2 separate regions of the Mus musculus genome follow, and region 2 is linked to region 1. The links are chromatin contacts, called in public Hi-C maps. All regions are on one chromosome and are shown on one strand. The core of a region is the stretch at or near the end of the contact, and the rest is flanking DNA. Distances in the headings are between cores, read along the strand shown. Region 1 holds the start of Ddx31 (DEAD/H box helicase 31). Region 2 holds the start of Rpl12 (ribosomal protein L12).

Region 1 (2,864 bases), core at 355-2,854:
ACATATTATCCAAATCAACAGTGTGTTTGAAATTTGAATCAAGTGTGCTAAAAAGAGCTCAGGCTACTCAAATGGTACCCGTGATTAATCACCTGGATTTGGAATGGCTGTCTAGAAGAGTATGGAAAAACTTTACTTTCAAATAAGCATACTGTTATACGTGTGTATAGCTTTATAGCACACCATGATATTAAGACTACATTATTTGTTCATGACCTGCCAAAGGATAAATAACCTCCTTGAGGGCAGGGGCTGTCTCTACTCTGATTTATCCCAGACTCCATTGGGCACCTACTCACTTGACACACACCCACTTTGACAGATTACCTACTGCATATACATACAGAAGGTATAAATAAAATAAAAGTAAGTTTTTACATTTATAGACTATGAAAAGGAACATCGCTCACTAAAGTAAACCATGTTTGAAAATGGTTACATTAATACAACAAAAATTAGAAACTCTACAGTTCAGGAGCAAACTTGGGTTATATGAAGTTGAAGGCAGTAAATTTATAGAGTTACAGAGACCTTGGACTTGGAAGTCTAAGCACCTGATGCTCTCCGAGGTTTTATTTTTCATCACACTTCCAGATTTAAGAGCTGTCTACCCAAGGAGACACAAGGACCGTTCACAATGAAACCGTCAAACAGGTAACGAAATAGATCAGTTTTTCTTCTCAAAGCAAAAGTGGCGCGAGAGGAGGGCGCTTGCATTACAGAATGAAAACACAAAGCCAGCCCAGGGCCTGGGGAGTTGGCCCCAGACAATAGGAGCAACGGTAGACAGGTCAGGGGTTGGGTCAGCTGCGGGGTGGAGTCACAAGAGTTCCAGAAATCCCGGGGCTAACGGCTCTAACTGTTCCATCCACCAGTAATGAAGGAATGGATAGCGGATCCTGGCTGGGGGGGCGGGGGTGTCTAGGAACAGTGAAGACGCTTGCACGACTTTTTAAAAGCTGCGGCGAGGCTAGCCCCTTCATTAAGAGTTGGATGCACATGGAATCCTAGAGCCGGGTGCAGGCCAGCTTCCCTTGGGATCCGTGGCGCGTCCGCGGGAGAAGCGGTGGAGGCGACTTACCTTGAGGAGGCAGCTGTTGAGAGGTGCGGGTACCGAGGTGCGGTGGATCACCAGATCCTGGCCTGGGTTGTGCACATCGCAGATAAGCTCCAGCACGGCGACGCTGCGAGCCGTGGACACAGACACGCGGTGGTCCTCAGACCAGGAGAGCGGCTCTAACCCGCTCACCGCGTATTGCAGCTTCACGGCAGGCTCCCGCCGAGTCACCATGAGGCGAAACGAGGCGCTGGGCCCGGGGGCCGCGTCGGCAGCCGCCTCCTTCCCGCCCCCTTCGTCCTTCTCCTCTGCGGGCGGCGAGGGCTCGTCGGCCTTGGGCCCCACCAGGGCCTGGTCCGCCTCGCTCATCTTACTAGGAGCGAGGAGGTCGGGTTACCGGCACACTGAACGCTCGCCACCTTGCCCCGGCCTCTCCCAGCGCCCTCCGCGCCCGTTCACTCCCCGCAGGCCCCGAGCGCCACCGAGCCAGAAAGGACCCCGTCGTTGCTAGGCAACGCCACCCTGCTAGATGGCCGTGGAGCTGCCTGTCTGGAAAGTGCGCTCCGGTAGGGCTGACCCGAGGCGCGCCTGCAGACACGCGGAGAAGGTGGGCGCTTCAGAGAGTCCCTTTCCTAGACACTGGGTGCTAGGTCCGACTAAGAGCCCACGGGAGAGTGAGCCTCCGTGGGTGACTGAAAAGCTGAGAAGACCAGCGTGGTGGCTAAAGGAGACCCTGCTGGGTGGGCGGCGCTCGGCCTCTTCCGGTTTCGGAGGCGTGTGAGGCCTCTTGTCTCCCGCCGGTGCGTGCCGTCCCGGCTCCCGGACCCGGAAGGGGCGGCGGCGGACCGGCGATAGTTGCGAAGATCCTCCCTCTCCACGTGCTACCTGGGCTCCCTGCTGGTTCCGCGGCTCCGCACTTGGGCTTTGGCTACTGTCTGCAGCACTTTGCCTGACCGGCCTTCCAGGACGTGCTTCGGACGCACTCAGGTCCAGATGAAGCGGGTGAGTGCAACCCCAGCCCGGGAGGTGCCACAGTGATCAGGTCCGGTCGAGTTCTTTAAGATGTCCAGAGGGGCTGCCGGGCTGCTCTCGGAAACACGTGAACGAGCGGGGAACCCCGCCTTGGGAGCAAGAGACCGGCGGGCTCCTGAGATTGTCTGAGAACTTAGGTTAGAATTGCAGGCTGTAGTAACTAGTCAAGTTCTTGAGACTAGCTGGGGGGAGGGGGGGACGGGACGGGGGACTAGTCAGCATAAGGATTGGAGGCTGGGTGTATCCAAGCTGGAAAATAATGCCTGAGACATGAGGTCTTAACTGTCGGGAGCCAGGTCTTCTGCTGGCAGGAAGGGTCACTTCTGTTAGGAATGGAGACTGGACTCGGTTCTTTGAGCTTTTAAACGGGACGTTTTCATCCACGTATCCGTTCCCTCGAGAGGAGAAAAGTGACTCTTACAGCAAAAAGATGGTTTTAGGGTTGCTGGTTTATCTTCTTGAAAGTGGGAAGATGTGATAGGAGGCTTCATCCCCCTCACCCAAAAGATAATAATGAAATACAAATTGCCCAGCCAGTTTCAGGTCAACCAATGCTTTTAAACTCCTTTGACTAACACACCCACTGCCTAGTTGCACCTTGGTAGAAGGAAGGAGGGACCTTATTAAGCTTAGAAGGTGATGAGTAAGGACTCTTCAGCAAGCCATTGGTATAGTTGAAACTATGTGGGAGGAGAAATACAGACAACCCTCCGGATAGTGGAGGAGAGGGCATAGGATTTACTGTAGGGTAGACCTGGGCTGGTATAGATGTCAG
Region 2 (3,207 bases), core at 407-2,906, 4.1 Mb after region 1:
TCAACTATATCAATACTAGAGAGATCTATGAGTTAAGCAAAAATCAAAATGCAATCTTCAGGCACCTTAGCAGGCTTCCAGCTACTGCTCATTTGGTTCTCCTTACAGCCCCGTGGAGAATCCGATGCTGAGTAAGGTCATTCATCTGGTGATATGACCTGGGTTGTAGAAACACCAGGCTGGGACACTTGCCTTTCAAGTCCTGATCCTGTGCCGCTTGCACGGCTCCTTGGACCTCCCAGTTTAGCCAAGTTAATCATTGTGTCCTGAATTCAGTAGCTGGCTGCCCATAGCTGGCTGCAACTTCCAGTGCTGTCTAAGGGCCAGCAATAGGAAGGACATAATCATTTGGAGGAAGTGTGTAACTCACGGCATGGGCTCTGACACCTAAGACATTAGCTGTGTCACTTTGTGTCACTGGTCGGAGCCGGTTTCCTCATTTGTAATATGGAGCAATGTTGCCAATGCTGGCCTCTGTGGGGTCAGTGACTTCATGTATGTCAGGTCTATGCCATAGACTCTGCCACAGGGTACCACACACATGACAAATGCACTCAGGTACTATTACAGTTGCTAAGGAGAAGAGGGCTGGAGGAGCCTTGCAGTAGAGGACACATGTGGTCCTGAGGGATTTCAGGTCTCCATTTGTGGGCGTGGGCTGTCAGAGGAGGTTGCTGGGCCTGCAGGGCCTGCTCAGGACTCTCCGCACTCAATTGCAGCACTCCTGAGAGACAGCTCCCTCCATCCCTATCTGATGGCCACGACTTAAATCCCTTACAGATGGCTCACTAATGACTAGCCTCCCTCGCCCCCATCCTCCAGATCTACATTTCCAAATACCTTCTTCAATGACTATCTCTGCCAATTCCCCCTCCCTCACCGTTCTCAGCAGGGCTCGTTCAGTTCTGGTTTGAACTTTCCTGATGGTCCAGCTTGGCTGGGAAGAACCACACCCATCCTTCCCTGGCAGGGCTGGCCAGCGGCTAACCTGGCTCTGTGGATGGGGAGGTCCTCCACCGATGTTCCGATTCTTGGGTGGACCTCAAGGTAGGCCAGTCACTCCGAAGACTTGGCCACAGATACAAACCATTGGCCCCCAAAAGCTGAGCTGGTGTCCGGTCTCCTTCAAACATAGAAGTGAGCACCGAAACTTTAAATTTCAGAAAGACACGCAACTCAGGATGACAAAGTCTCGAGATTCTAGAAACCAAGGAATTGCAGAATTAAAGACTCGTGATTAGACTCGAATAGTTTGTTTCTGTAACTAACATGCACATACCGCAAACAGGTTAGGAGGGTACTAGGGTGGCACTGGTACTAGGGTCGCTCAAGTCAGGTGCAGATCCCTTAGGGGAGGGGCGGGGCCCTGGGCTGGGTCCCAGGGGCTCCAGAGTCACCGTCAAGAGAAGGGAACGTGGACCAGGAACCAGGACCTCTGGTGCAGCCCTACTCTGTTGCCCAGGCAAGGTGCTCCGAACATTTACCCCTTCCGAATCCCGAGCTCACCCACAGACCAAGCTCTGCAGTCCTCTGCCGCAGACGCCTGCCCATAAGAAACAGGGCGACCAGGGTGTCGCCCAGAGACTGGGTGGGGCCAGCGGTTCTCGCGAGAGCTGAGCTTTTCCGCCTATATCCGGCGTGGGCGGAGCAGGATCCGTCTTTTCGGCTTTCGGCTCGGAGGAGGCAACGGTGCAACTTTCTTCGGTCGTCCCGAATCCGGGTTCATCCGACACCAGCCGCCTCCACCATGCCGCCCAAGTTCGACCCCAACGAGGTCAAAGTCGGTGCGTGCCCTCGCCGCGCCCGGGTGCTGTCCCGGGGCCTGGCGGGTCTCCCTTGGGCCTTGGCTGCCACGTGTGTAAGAGGGGAGGGAGCCCGACGCTCTGGCGGCCCGTGCGCCTTAGGGTAAGGCCTGGCCCGGGACATCTGAAGCCCGACGGCAGCGCGCAGGGCGGCCTGCGCCGCAGAGGTTCTGATTTTGCTTTTTCTTCAGTGTACCTGAGGTGCACCGGAGGCGAGGTCGGCGCCACATCCGCCTTGGCCCCGAAGATCGGTCCTCTGGGTCTGGTAAGTCGTCGCTCCCGAGCCGTAGACCTCTAACGTGCATGCTGTTTGGCCTGTAGATGTGTTCTGTCCCCGTGGAGGGCAGAAGAGGCCACCATGTCCCTGGTGCAGGCCGGGATGTGGGTGCTGGGACTTGGGACGCAAAGGAAAACTGAGATAACACGTGCACGGAGGCTCGTGCCACAGCCCGGTTGAGGCAGCCATTGGACTTGCTTAAATCCACTAGCCTCCGTGGGTAACGCACGGGAACCTAGTGTTTAAAGCTCCGAGGGTTCCCCATTGCAGCAGAAAGTGTTTTGCTTTGTTAGCCCTTACTGCAGAGTTGTCTTAGTGAAGAAGGATGTGGAGCCATTGTGGGCAGGCTCCTGTGGGACGGTGAGGAGGGCTGGCGGTGAGCTTGAAGGTCCTGGCTTCAACTTTGGGCACATGGTAACGAATGCTATTATTTCTACAGTCTCCGAAGAAAGTTGGCGATGACATTGCCAAGGCTACCGGTGACTGGAAGGGTCTCAGAATTACAGTGAAACTGACCATCCAGAACAGACAGGCCCAGGTATTTACATTGCTTGCTGTGGGGGGTTGAGGGAAGGGTTGAGATAGCAGCCCTCAGGAATCATGGGTCTTGGCAAAGATTTCCCTGTCCCGGTGAATCGGATTTTATCCTTGTGGGAGGGCTATACGACAGGGTTCACTGTAAGTCAGTAGTAGGTGCCAGGGTGCAGGAGTCCGCCATGCTAGGGATTCAACTCTGGAGGTGAGGCCAGCAGGAAGCACCTTAGCTAGCCGAGCTGTTTTTTCGGGGCCCTTTAGCGTGTCTGGTGGTGGTTGGTTTTCTGGGCTGTGTTCACATCAAGTCTCTTTGCAGATCGAGGTGGTGCCTTCTGCCTCAGCCCTGATCATCAAAGCCCTCAAGGAGCCACCGAGAGACAGGAAGAAGCAGAAGAACAGTGAGTCGGCCCCACTCCCTGGGTTTCCGCTGCAGTGTGCTACTCAGCTGTGTCGACCCCTTTCTTGGGACCTAGGGGTGGAATGAGATCACAGTAGGCGTCTGTTGTCTGTTCCCTTTCCTGGGTGCAGAAATGAAACAGTGCCTCAGGGGTTTAACTTTATCTGTTTCCATCCCTAAAATCGTGTTAGGGCTGC

The links. A called contact is a pair of places that touch in the nucleus more often than the background predicts.
Region 2: a Hi-C map of B cells shows a contact between it and region 1, with 5 read pairs. The contact joins the promoter of Rpl12 here to the promoter of Ddx31 in region 1. A contact is called at or near these places in 4 of 484 Hi-C or Micro-C datasets (B cells, CD4 T cells, regulatory T cells and 1 more).

The regions. Positions count from the first base shown.
Region 1 is chr2:28,838,802-28,841,665 of GRCm38.p6, forward strand. It overlaps Ddx31 (DEAD/H box helicase 31), which reads left to right and starts at 1,605. Exons shown (of 20, transcript NM_001033294.3): 1 at 1,605-2,059. The coding sequence starts at 2,051. It overlaps Gtf3c4 (general transcription factor IIIC, polypeptide 4), which reads right to left and starts at 1,559. Exons shown (of 5, transcript NM_172977.3): 1 at 1,082-1,559. The coding sequence starts at 1,426.
Region 2 is chr2:32,960,056-32,963,262 of GRCm38.p6, forward strand. Rpl12 (ribosomal protein L12) reads left to right here and starts at 1,657. Exons shown (of 7, transcript NM_009076.3): 1 at 1,657-1,784; 2 at 1,994-2,067; 3 at 2,519-2,617; 4 at 2,930-3,011. The coding sequence starts at 1,748. Lrsam1 (leucine rich repeat and sterile alpha motif containing 1) reads right to left here and starts at 1,586. Exons shown (of 26, transcript NM_199302.3): 1 at 1,507-1,586; 2 at 989-1,200.